Regions from separate parts of the Pan troglodytes genome. Here region 2 is linked to region 1. The links are chromatin contacts, called in public Hi-C maps. All regions are on one chromosome and are shown on one strand. Each heading gives the region's core, a stretch centred on a gene start, on an enhancer-like site or on the middle of the called end of the contact. The rest is flanking DNA. Distances are from core to core; before and after follow the strand shown. Region 1 has its middle 21 kb from the start of RRAGD. Region 2 has its middle 3.8 kb from the start of ANKRD6.

What was found. Hi-C and Micro-C count contacts between places; a contact is called where the count stands out from the background.
Region 2: a Hi-C map of stem cell-derived neural progenitor cells shows a contact between it and region 1, with 3 times the contacts expected there. The contact joins two enhancer-like sites. A contact is called at or near these places in 1 of 7 Hi-C or Micro-C datasets (stem cell-derived neural progenitor cells) and 1 of 1 datasets of contacts at active chromatin or transcription factors (stem cell-derived excitatory neurons).

The regions. Positions count from the first base shown.
Region 1 is chr5:101,425,171-101,430,945 of NHGRI_mPanTro3-v2.0_pri, reverse strand. No RefSeq gene overlaps it. Among named protein-coding and RNA genes, the nearest start is that of RRAGD, 21 kb to the right of the region's middle. Within about 2 kb of position 2,150, at least 12 of the 24 cell types and tissues checked have an H3K27ac peak or open chromatin away from gene starts, as enhancers often do. A contact at or near this core is called in stem cell-derived neural progenitor cells, where this site is marked.
Region 2 is chr5:101,555,272-101,561,046 of NHGRI_mPanTro3-v2.0_pri, reverse strand. No RefSeq gene overlaps it. Among named protein-coding and RNA genes, the nearest start is that of ANKRD6, 3.8 kb to the left of the region's middle. Within about 2 kb of position 3,631, at least 10 of the 24 cell types and tissues checked have an H3K27ac peak or open chromatin away from gene starts, as enhancers often do. A contact at or near this core is called in stem cell-derived neural progenitor cells, where this site is marked.

The sequences.
Region 1 (5,775 bases), core at 901-3,400:
TTCACCAAGGAAAGCCATGTGACCTTGAAGAAATAAAACAAAGACAATAACACAAACATATCAACCAGGAAGAGGAATTTGGGTTGTTAAAACCATTTTTAAAGGTCACTCTTAGCTTAATCCTTCAAATCCCACACAATGCCTTCTGGATAATTTGCATTTTTAAAAAAACTTCTAAAACGCACGCACCCAAATTACTGTTTTCCCACTTCTTAGGGACTCAAGCAAAGCTTTTAAAATCACAGCCATCAATCTATGTTGGAAGAGACTGGGTCTCCCCTACACAGACAGAACACACCTTCGGGATCCGTGCCAGGGAGACAGGAGAAACTTGGAAGAAGACAGAGACTAAAAGATCCCCCGACTTTGAGACTTTCGGCTTTTTTGTGGTTTGTATCTTACCCTCAATAGCCTGCTTTTAAGTTCAATAATAATGCTCCTTGAGAAAAAAAGAAAAATAAAGAATGCTCCAGGTTATTGTGGAAATGCTTGTTGGGAAACTTCCTTTCCTCAGGGTTTTTCATATAAGCAAGGGAAAAAGTTAACACAACATCCAGAATAGTGGTTCCTTGGGTGGGAGGCGAGAAGTGAGTGGATGGCAATGGAGAGGGGTACTCAGGGGCTCCAGGGGCCTGGGGATGTTCTAGTTCTTCAGCCGGGTGACGCGTACTTGGGTGTGATCTATTATTATTCTTTACATTGCACTCTAAGGTTTATACTGTCTGAGTGTATGATGTATTTCACAGTGGCAGCACCAGCATCTCTATACAAGAAGGAGGCCTTGGGAGTTGGAAGTGTGCCTTGTCTCTAAGCTGAGTTGGATCGCAGGCAGTCTGCTTTTACATGGAGCATATGCTTATCTGGAAAGGCTTTGGGGAGGCTGATGAGTTTAAGTGGGAGACTAAGATTAATTTTTGGTGCCACCATGAAAAAACAAGGAGTTAATAAATTCACATTTTTAAAAATTACCATTGGTTTATACCTCCCAACACTGCGACTAGTTGTTTTCTGGTCTCTTTAATTCCTCTTCATCCCTCTTCTACCCTTCCCCCATCTCCAGTATGACCTAGAGGGCAGAAAATGCTCCCCAATTTTAATTTGTATCCCTAATTTTTAAAAGATTTTTTGTTACCATATGCTAAACAAATACTAAAGATGACAAAGTGTAACATGTATCGGTATAGACACACCTACTACATTCAAGAACAAGGCTGCAGACCAGTACGGTGGCTCACACCTGTAATCCCAACACTTTGGGAGGCTGAGACAGGAGGAGTTCGAGACCAGCTTGGGCAACACAGTGAGACTCTGTCTCTAGTAAAATAAAAAAATTCAAAATTAGCCAGGTGTGGTGGTCCCAGGCTGAGGTGGGAAGATCGGTTGAGCTAAGGAGGTCAAAGCTTACAGCCTGGGCAACAGAGCGAAACTCTGTCTCAAAACAACAAAAACCCCACCAGGGCTGCTATTGGTGTCTTGGGGATGAGAAACCCCCAATCGGTATACCACGGATGGGACCACCTTGGACCCAGGTGTGTTTGTCTTCATTGCCCAAGTTCTTTCCACTTAACACTGGCCTAACAGAACCTAAGCATGAATGAATTCAACATCCAACAGGTTCGCAAAAGGTGTCTAACACACAAGAGTACAATGCCAAGCATTTCATTCCCATCACTTCACTGCATGAACACAATACTACGAGGTTATGTACAATACCTGCAGTTTCGAGTTCTAAAAACTAAGGTTTAAAGAAGTGGGTTTTCCAAAGTCACATACCTAACAAGTGGTGGAGTCAGAACTCCATCTCACGGGCCCGAAGTGGCTCTTTACTACCACGTGACCCATCTCATGCTACCTCGCGGGGGAAACATTCTTGACCAGCTTTGAGACATTCAAGTCCCTCTTGGGTCACAAATAATGCTGCACTTCCCCTCCAGTCCCCGAGATCTACCGGAAGCAACACACTTAAAAGCCCAAGATAAGCTTGGGTGAGCTGATGTCTGGACCCAAACCAGACAGCACGCCGACTCTCTGGACCCCGGGAGATGCCACTTGCTGAGGCTTCGCCGATGGGGCTCCTGAGGGGTATCGGCCCCTCTCCTGCGACTGCACCCTAGTGCTGTCGTCCAGGGCGGGGAGGGACGGGGTCATTCGGAGGCGGCCGCAGGCCAGGGACGTACCCTCCTACGCGCCGCAGACCGCGGGGTACTCGGACCCCCGCCCCCACCGCCCTTCCTTCAAACTGCGAGCGAGCAGGAGAACGAGGGACGAGCCCCAGAAGAAAGTTCTCCACCTCCCTCGCCCGAAGTTCCATATTCCAGGGAGGCAACTGATGCCAGGCGAAGAGGGAGGCGCCCCGGGGGGACCCCCTCGCGCCGGGCGTTTTCGGAGGCCGCAGGCCAGGGGGCGAGGCGCGGTGTCCGGGTCTCCCCCGCGGGCAGTCGGCGATCCTGGGGTGCCGAGGGAGCAGCGCCCCCTTCCCCCGACAGCGTCCTCCCCGACCTGAGGCGCCCACCCCGGTGTAAGCGGGGGTCCCAGGGAGCCGGCGAGGTCGCCTGGTACCTTTCTCTCCCGCGCCGGACGTCCGCGCCGCAGGGACCAAGGCCGGCGACACGGTGGGGGGCGAGGGGCGAAGACGGGGACTGGCTCCCGCTGGCTCCGGCGGCCCCAGGGCCTCGGCGCCGCCCAGCGCCGTGCCTCCAGCCGCCCGCGCGCCAGGCAGCGCTCTCGGCTCCTGCGGGTTACCTGTGGCCGAGCCCGCCGCGCCCGCCGCCGCAGGGCCCTCTGCCCCGTCCCGCCGACCCCGCCCCACCCCGCCGGCGGCTCCTACGCCGGTGCCGCAGCGCCTCCCAGCGGCGAGCCGGGGCACGGCAGGGACCCTCGCGAGAGAGAGGTGGCACCCCGGAGGCCCTGGGGCTGGCCCCGATCTGCAGCCCTCTCCTGGGTGGGGCCACCGCCTTCTGAAGAGTGGGAGGAAGGGGGACTATAGTAGGGTGAGGTTTTCCGCGTGGGGGTTGCCAGGAAGTGTATTGGAAGGGGAGGAGAATTAGCAGGAGGAACCTCCCACCTTCACTCAATTCGTGGCCAAGTGGATATTTCAATATAACCATAGCTCACTTAACTGGGGCTGCTCAGTACAAACTGAACAACAATGATGAATGACCCAGATTTATTGGGGTAGCTGGAGAGCGGAAAGGAAGCCTTTATTTCTAACAGCTTGACTATAAGTATCTTGTTGGAATCATCCCATATGGAAATGGCAAAAGCATTGAGCGAGCCTGACCCCCATATTCATATCACACTTTACATACCATTATCTCAGTCTGGTTTTGTCTATTTTCATTCACAGCCACTTCTTCAATACCTAGAAGAGCTCCCTGAACACAGGAAGCATTCAATAAGCTACTGTTGAATACATGTAAGATGGATGGGATCTCATTCCACCCTTTGAAGAAGCATGGACAGGTATCTGCTCTCCAAAGGCGGAGAGATGGAAGAGGAGGCAAGCAGCACCCTAAAATGGACTATCAATCTTACCTGAGGTTTTGGGACAAGCTTATCACGAATCTGATTTTTTTTTTCTTTCTTTCTTATAATTTTTTTTTTGAGACGAAGTCTCACTCTGTCACCCAGGCTGGAGTGCAATGGCGCGATCTAGGCTCACTGCAACCTCCGCCTCCCAGGTTCAAGTGATTCTCCTGCCTCAGCCTCCTGAGTAGCTGGGATTACAGGTGCCCACCACCACCCCTGGCTAATTTTTGTATTTTTAGTAGAGATGGGGTTTCACCATATTGGTCAGGCTGGTCTCGAACTCCTGACCTCGTGATCCTCCAGCCTCAGCCTCCCAAAGTGCTGGGATTACAGGCATGAGCCACTGCACCCAGCCGACTTTTCTTATTCCCTCTGAAACAGGCCTGGTTTCCAGGAGAAAAGAAACATGATGATTTCTTCCTTTTCCTTAAGATGTTTGTTTCCCTCTCTCCTTCAGGGATCATTAGGCAGGAGAGATCCCAAGAGCCTGTTTCCACACTAGGAAGGGGAAGTTCTTGATTTTCTCCTACTGCTTCTGAAATTTCCCCAACCCCATAGTCACAGCTGCAGTTTTACCTAACAGGATGTGAAATCTCTCTTCTGAGTATCCTTTGGCCTTTTCCAGACTTTTTTTTCCCCCTTAAGATAGGGCCTTGCTGTGTCACCCAGGCTGAAGTGCAGTAGCCCACTGCAGTCTTGAACTCCTGGGCTCAAGCAATCCTCCTGCCTCTGCCTCCTGAATAGTTGGGATTACAAGTATGCACCACCATGCCCAGCTAATTTTTTTATGTTTAACACAGAGGAGGTCAAGGCTGGTCTTGAACTCCTGGGCTCAAGCAATCCTCCAGCTTCAGCCTCCCAAAGTGTTGGGATTACAGGTGTGAGCCACCGCGCCCAGCCCTTCTTCAGATTTGTGCCCCATTCCTGTTGCTCTACACCTGGAGCTGATAGAAGAACACATTTCCTTTCTCTGCTGGCTTGTAGCTCCAGGTTTCTCTCCAGGCAGGTTACTAATGAGTTCCTAGATAACCCTCAAAGTCAAAGTTTGTACACATGACCTTTCTTTTTATTTTTTGAGATGGAGTTTTGCTTTTATTGCCCAGGCTAGAGTGCAGTGGTGCAATCTCGGCTCACTGCAACCTCCACCTTCTGGTTTCAAGCAATTCTCCTGCCTCAGCCTCCCAAGTAGCTGGGATTACAGGTGCCTGCCACCACGCCCAGCTAATTTTTTTGTATTTTTAGTAGAGACGGAGTTTCACCATGTTGGTCAGGCTGATCTCAAACTGCTGACCTTGTGATCCACCTGCCTCAGCCTCCCAAAGTGCTGGGATTACAGGCGTGAGCCACCGCGCCCAGCCACATGACCTTTCAATGTGATCATTTCTCTCTTGTACTTTTCCACATTGAGTTTTCCTAGCTAGTCCCCCGAATAAACTTCCAAAGATGCAAATGCTCAGTTTCCCTGATAGGCTTTTAAAACATCACCAGAAAGTCACATTGAGATGAGATTTTAAGTTATATTTGTGGGTAGTCAGAGCAATGACCCCGAAAGAAACAGAAAGCCCAAGCCAGGCTGCAAGACATGTGAGCGCTCCTGGGAACTGACTGGTCTGCTTTTGTTCCCAGACTTTGATTAATGGGGATTCCTGGCAGGAGGTCTCATGAGAGCCAAAGCAGGCAGTGGCTGAGCTGCTTGGAGATCTTGCTTGCTTATCTCCAAGTGGGCAGACAGTCTTTGGGCGACCAACGAAGAAGACTCCTAAATCTCCCTCTTTATGAGGAGGGCTCCCAGGCTGCAGCTCTGTTCTTGCCCCTACGTTCAGCTCAATCACAGCCAGCCTCTTATATTCACCCTAGCTCACCCTCCTTCTGCCTTGTGAGAAAGAAGTTTGCTCTGCAAATGATCATTTTCACTGCTTTGTGATAACATAATCTGCTCCTATTTTCAACAACATGTCTTTAATGAGCTGACTGCATTAGCTGTCTTTCATGTTGTTAGCTTCAACGCAGCCTTCAACACACCATTCTGGCTTCCATCCCTGCCACTCCACTGAAACTGCCTTTGCTAAAGCTTCCACTCAAGGAAGAACCCTTCCATCTGCCGCTCTATAATCATATCCTTCTCTTTCAGAGGAAACCACCATCCTAAGTTTTGTGTTAATAATTATGTTATCACAAATATATGTGTCCCTAAACACTACATGGTTTGTTTTTGCGTGTTTTTGAGCTTTTTTAAAATAGAATCAT
Region 2 (5,775 bases), core at 2,382-4,881, 130 kb before region 1:
TTCAAGGGTGAATGGTAGAAGAAGAAATACTTAAATGTCTAATCCAGTCCTGCTAGAACAGCAAGGAAGTGAGGGCTTCTTTGCATTTTAAAAGACACTTATTAAAAATACTAGTATATACAAATGGAAAGAAAATGCTACAACAGAGATACCGTCCTTCAACCCAAACCCTACCACACATCCTAACTTTGAAGGTCTGGAAGATGCAGCCATCCTTTACATTTGTTCCCAGGCACACCCAAATGTCCTTTCAGTCTCTAAAGATTAAGGAATTGGCCATGATACGGCTGGAAAGCCCTGGACCATATCCTGTTTGAACTCGTTCACCGTGGCATTCAGGCAGGTTGTTTGGCCAACCACTCTGTGAGGCTAGGGTTAAATGCCCACGTATAAAACAGACATGAGAACATTTATCTCCCAGGACTGTGGTGGGTATTAAAGAGGGTATTTTATTATGTGAAAGTACGGCCCAGATGTGAATACTGTAACTTCGGAAAGAATTCTTACCCCCCACTCTTGTGAATTATCAAACTTTCTCATCATTCTCCATCTGTTGCTCAAAATGCAGGTAAAGAATAGCAGAAAAAGAGAGAGGAACTCTCACAAACCCATCCTGCTCCTGCTCACTGGGTCATTAGAAACAAAACAGATCTGGTGAAGGGTCTGCTCTAAAGCAGCTTGGTGAGTCACGGTCTGAGATCCCTGGGATATGCCAGAAATAGAACAAGCCAAAAAAAAAAAAAAAGAAGGAATAAAGTTGAGACTCAAAACACTGAAAGTAATGGAACTGGAAATGCCTTTGAAAATTCTCATGGTCACGCTGAATGGCCACAGTCTGGGCTTTATCTTTCCCAGACCGTTACACTATTTGAAGTGGTTTGTTTTTAAAAACATAGGTGCGCTGCCTCTTTTCATTCAGGTAATCTGTGCTTTGTTCAAACCAATTATACTGAGCTTCTGCTCTGTTTGCCCAAATATTGCAAAACCACTCCAGGCCTAAATGGCAGGAAAATACAGAGTATTAGCCATGACTTATGAAATGATCTCCCTTCCACAACCACACCCTCCCCCTCATCTACCCATTTGTTAACTCTAGACACTAGAACCAACGGCCCCCTTCCACTCTAGAACCTTTCTTGCAATGGGTATTTGAATGTCTCAAGTACAACAGCCCAGTTCATACAAATATTTTCATGGCTAAAATTCTACTCATTCTGCTCCATGGCTTAGCCCCTGAGGGTAGAGGGTTTTTTTGCTGCAACCTCAGTACAGCCCATCAGCTGAGGTCACAAGCTCCACACCAGCAGCGCTGTGCAGCCTCCTCAGCAATGGATGCAGGGGTCCAGCTGGCCCATAGTAAATTGATAGCCACTCCCCTCCCACCCTCCAGTCCCATGCAATGAATTCAGCCTCCTGGATACTGAGACTGAAGTACACTTATGCCATAGCTGCAGGCTACTGAGATAGCCTTGTTTAGATAATTACCACTGGTAAACAGCCCTTTGCAAGCACAGCCCACATTAATTTTCCTTTTTGTTTGGTTAAAGATAGAAAAATACTACAGTGGTGAGAAAACATTGGCCAAGCAGAAACACCCTTCTATTTTTTTGCTTTTCAGTTACAGCTACTTAAGAATGTTCCTCTCTCACTCCATCCCCTCCACCATGACCAAAGAGCAGCCTCCAGAACAGGTCCCTCACACAGGACTTTGGATACTCTCCCTACCAGAGTCATACAGAAAACTGCCTGCAAGATCAGGAACAGAACCCCAGCTTTCCAATTCCTAGTCTGTTGCCAACACCATCCCTATGTGCTTGGACATCTCAAACTCATTTTCAATTTAAGCCCAGTAATCGCCTCCTTACTAGGATCTCCAGCCTTCACCTGCAGGTGCATTTACACACAGTTTGTGGGTGGGAAGGTATCAAATGAGGGTCTTCTTTTCTGCTTCCTTTCTGCTTCTTCCTGCACCTTCAGCCTTGGGTGTGGGTGCAGGCCCAGCAGAGATACCAGGTGCAGGCCAAGCAGAGACACCACCTCTCTCCCTCCCTCATGGTCACTGTTCCTAAGTCCCAAATCCTTACCTCCCATCTAGAACAATGATACCCATTCCTTAGAGTGAGAAGACACTCTGCTTCTTCTCATCTGATGCCCTGACCTGACAAATTGGACCAGATAGAGATGTGTGTGTTGCAGGGGTGGGGGGCAGTTTAAGAAGGGATGGGGGAACCCCTGACAGTAAATTGGGAGGGGAAGGGAATAGAGGGGTGAAACCAGTCTGGAATCAAAGAGTTAAACTTCACTGCCAACCTGTTGGCTACCTTGGCTGTAGCAGTTCATCCCCTCCTTATATCTGAGCCTCCTCTTCCAAGTAGATCAGCTATCATTCAAGATACTTCCCATTGCTGGCAGTGAGAAATGTATTCTGCCCCAAGCCTATCAATTACACCCCTCTTTGTCACAATGTTCATTTTTCACAGCATTCTGGAGGAAAACCTTAAACGCAAACACGCTGCCCATTCTTTAAGCAAAAAGGAAATAAATACATGAGCATAAGTATGCAATGCACATTCTGAATCTAGATAGGGATTTAGCTTGCTAAGATTTCCCTCCATCCTCCCAGCCCACTGCCCCATTTTTGTTGCTCTGTAATTTGCTAATTCTTTTGTCTCTCATCACAAATACCAGAGGGTCACACAGCTGCTTGTCTGTGATGCAATCAGTTTTCTTTTTACAGAAAAAGGTCTATAAGGTTTGCTTTTGCTGTTTTCTTGGGGCTTTACAACAAATTCTCCTATACTTTGGAGAATTTGCCAATATCCTAAAGCCACTACGTTCTGTCTCCCGACAAGCAAAATATTCCAGAAGAGACCTGCAAATAAAAGTCCCGGCCAGGCATTATGTACAACCCACCCAGAGATGGCCCACAGGCACCCAGGAACTGGTGGCTATGGAGCGCCATCAGCTATAAACTAGCTTTGCTTCTACTGCTCCAAACCTTGTGTTGAAGAGATGGTACTCACATCCGAGGGGCTGTCCTCTCTGTTCTACATCGTGTTCAGTTTCTGGATAACTGTGGTCAATTCTTTCCTGGAGAGATCATTAGCTTCCTAGGGCTGTCACTCCCAGCAAATCTGCAGTGATTTACGTTACAATGCTCGCTGCCTTTTCCCGTTAGCCTCCTCTGCTGATGCTGGCCAAATCACATCTAAAAGCTTATTAAGACATCCATTCAGCTTGCAATGTTTTGTGGCTTGCTAGTCTGCTCGTCACAGCTTCTGAAAGTCTTGTGTCTGCAGATTTTCACGGACTGCTCCCTCCTGCCAGCAGAGGACCTGTAACACTGCCCCGATTGAAGTCAGGGAACAATTCACAGATCGGAGGAACATTTCTGAATGACGCTCAGATGACAGAGAAACGAAGTTTGCATAATTTCAGCAGTAATGCAAGAAAAGATGAGTGTGCGTGTTGTAAGGGAGGGAGGGATGCAGAAAGGGTTGAAATCTGTAATAAACTGCCTCCAAGAAAACAGGAAAATGCTTGCTTTGTGGGAGCAGTGGAGCCCAGACACTCCACCCTCCTCGGCAGAGAGTTCCAGCACAGTGACTGCGGCAGCACAGGAGACAAGGGTCTGGCTGAGCAGCTGTTCCCGACGTTTGTCTCACAAATACTCCTCTGAACAGTCTCTGCCGGGGAGGGGGAAGGGAGTAAACAGGGAACTGAGCCCCTTCAGAAGCTGTTCCGAGTGCTGTCGACTGCCCTAAACTTGCAAGCGTGTGCTCCAGCCCACTTGTTGAAGCAACAGAAATCTAATTCCCACCTGGAGAGATCATAGAAAGGAGAGGGCTTTCATTTTGACTTGAGCCAATATCCCCACATTTTCCTCTATGTCTCTAAGGACAGAATTTTTGGTCCCAGAGATGGGGAAATTACTCTGTCAGCACAAACCCTCTTACCACCTGCCGTCCTAAAGCATTGCCCTATTTCCCCAAGGGTAATGGGGCAATGGAATGGACTGCAATCCTGCTTTGGTCATCATTTGCCTTACACCAAGGGCAGGAGAATAGCTGGAGACTCTGGCGGGTGCATTGCAAAGAGGCTGAATCCCACTGGGGAAACAAATTGCCAGCAGAATAACACAAGCTTAAAAAAAAAAATACACAACCGTCATACTAGTTATCCAAAAGCAATCACTACTGGGTTACTGTGATCACCACTGGGGGACAAGTAAGGCTGCAACAGAGAGGAATGTGACTCAATCCGTACTTTAAAGAAACTCATCATCTGGCCACTGAAAAGCCATGATCAGGGCCCAAAAGTCCAGTTGCCAGAAGATAAGTGTAAACTGAGTGGGAAGGAAGAATAAAGCAAGGAGTGGTTCATTTTCTTACAGCTTCCAGAACACTTCCTCCTTCTGAGAAGATCTACTCCCACAGGTAGGGCCCTTAACACAGTACTACCCATGAGGACACTCAGCACTGACTGCTCACGGAACCTGGTGCCCACCAGGACTATTTGCGAAAGAAGGGAAATGACAGGGTGGACACGCTCTGCTTTAGCAAGCCCATGACTCATTATAAATACACCCCACTGTCACAAAGAAACAAGTATGTTTATTTCTTGAGCCATTTAAAGCACAAAAACTCTCTGCTTCTAACTCTGTCACTGAATCTTTTGAAATAACCACCTCTGCAGGAGGCATAGAGGCTGTTACAGTGAAAGCTGAGTGACATCTGAATATTATTCAGGAAACCTGTGACATACCCTTCCAAGAAAAGCTGCTTACAGATGTAAAAATCACATAGGAGGAATAAGCACATATCACCGAATAAAGATGTGACTGACAGAAGGCTTGGGAGGTAGAGACCGTCCCTTTTTATGTAGGACAATAACTTATTGACTGACCAGCACTGCTAGACCACCAGAGCCTCCAAGTCAGGGCTGGGCACTCCCATCACTTGGCAAATGACCATGCGCATACTCAAAGTTCAGACCAAGTGTTATCTCTGCTAAGCCTTCTGCTGTCCCTGCCTTGCCCTAGACAAGACGACCATTCCCTCATCTGTGCACCTACTGTTTTTCTTTTTTCTTTTTTTTTTGGAGACAAAGTCTCGCTCTTGTCCCCCCAGGCTAGAGTGCAATAGCGCAATCTCGGCTCACTGCAACCTCGGCCTCCCAGGTTCAAGTGATTCTCCTGCCTCAGCTTCCCGAGTAGCTGGGATTACAGACGACTACCATGATGCCTGGCTAATTTTTGTATTTTAGCAGAGACGGGGTTTCACCATGTTGGCCAGGCTGGTCTCAAACTCCTGACCTGAGGTGATCCAAATGCCTCAGCCTCCCAAAGTGCTGGGATTATAGGCGTGAGCCACCGTGCCCAGCCAGCACCTACAGTTTTCTATAAGCTTCTGCTATGAACTGAATTGCGTCCCCCAATTCATATGTTGAAGCCCACACCCCCAGTGTGACTGTATTTGGAAATAGGAGATAATTAAGGTGAATTTGGTCATAAAGATGGAGCCCTGATCTGATAGAATTAGTGCACTCATGCTTGCACACGTACTCTGAGTGTGCACACACAGAAGAACAGCCATGTGAGGACAAAACAGCCCATCTGCAAGCCAAGAAGACAGCCATCACCCAAAACTGAACCCTGCTGGACTTTGATCTGGGACTTCTAGCCAGAAGAACTGGAAAGTAGAACTGGAAGAAAATAAATTTCTGTTGTTTAAGCCACCCAGTGTGTGGTATTTTGTTATGGCAGCTCAAGCAGAC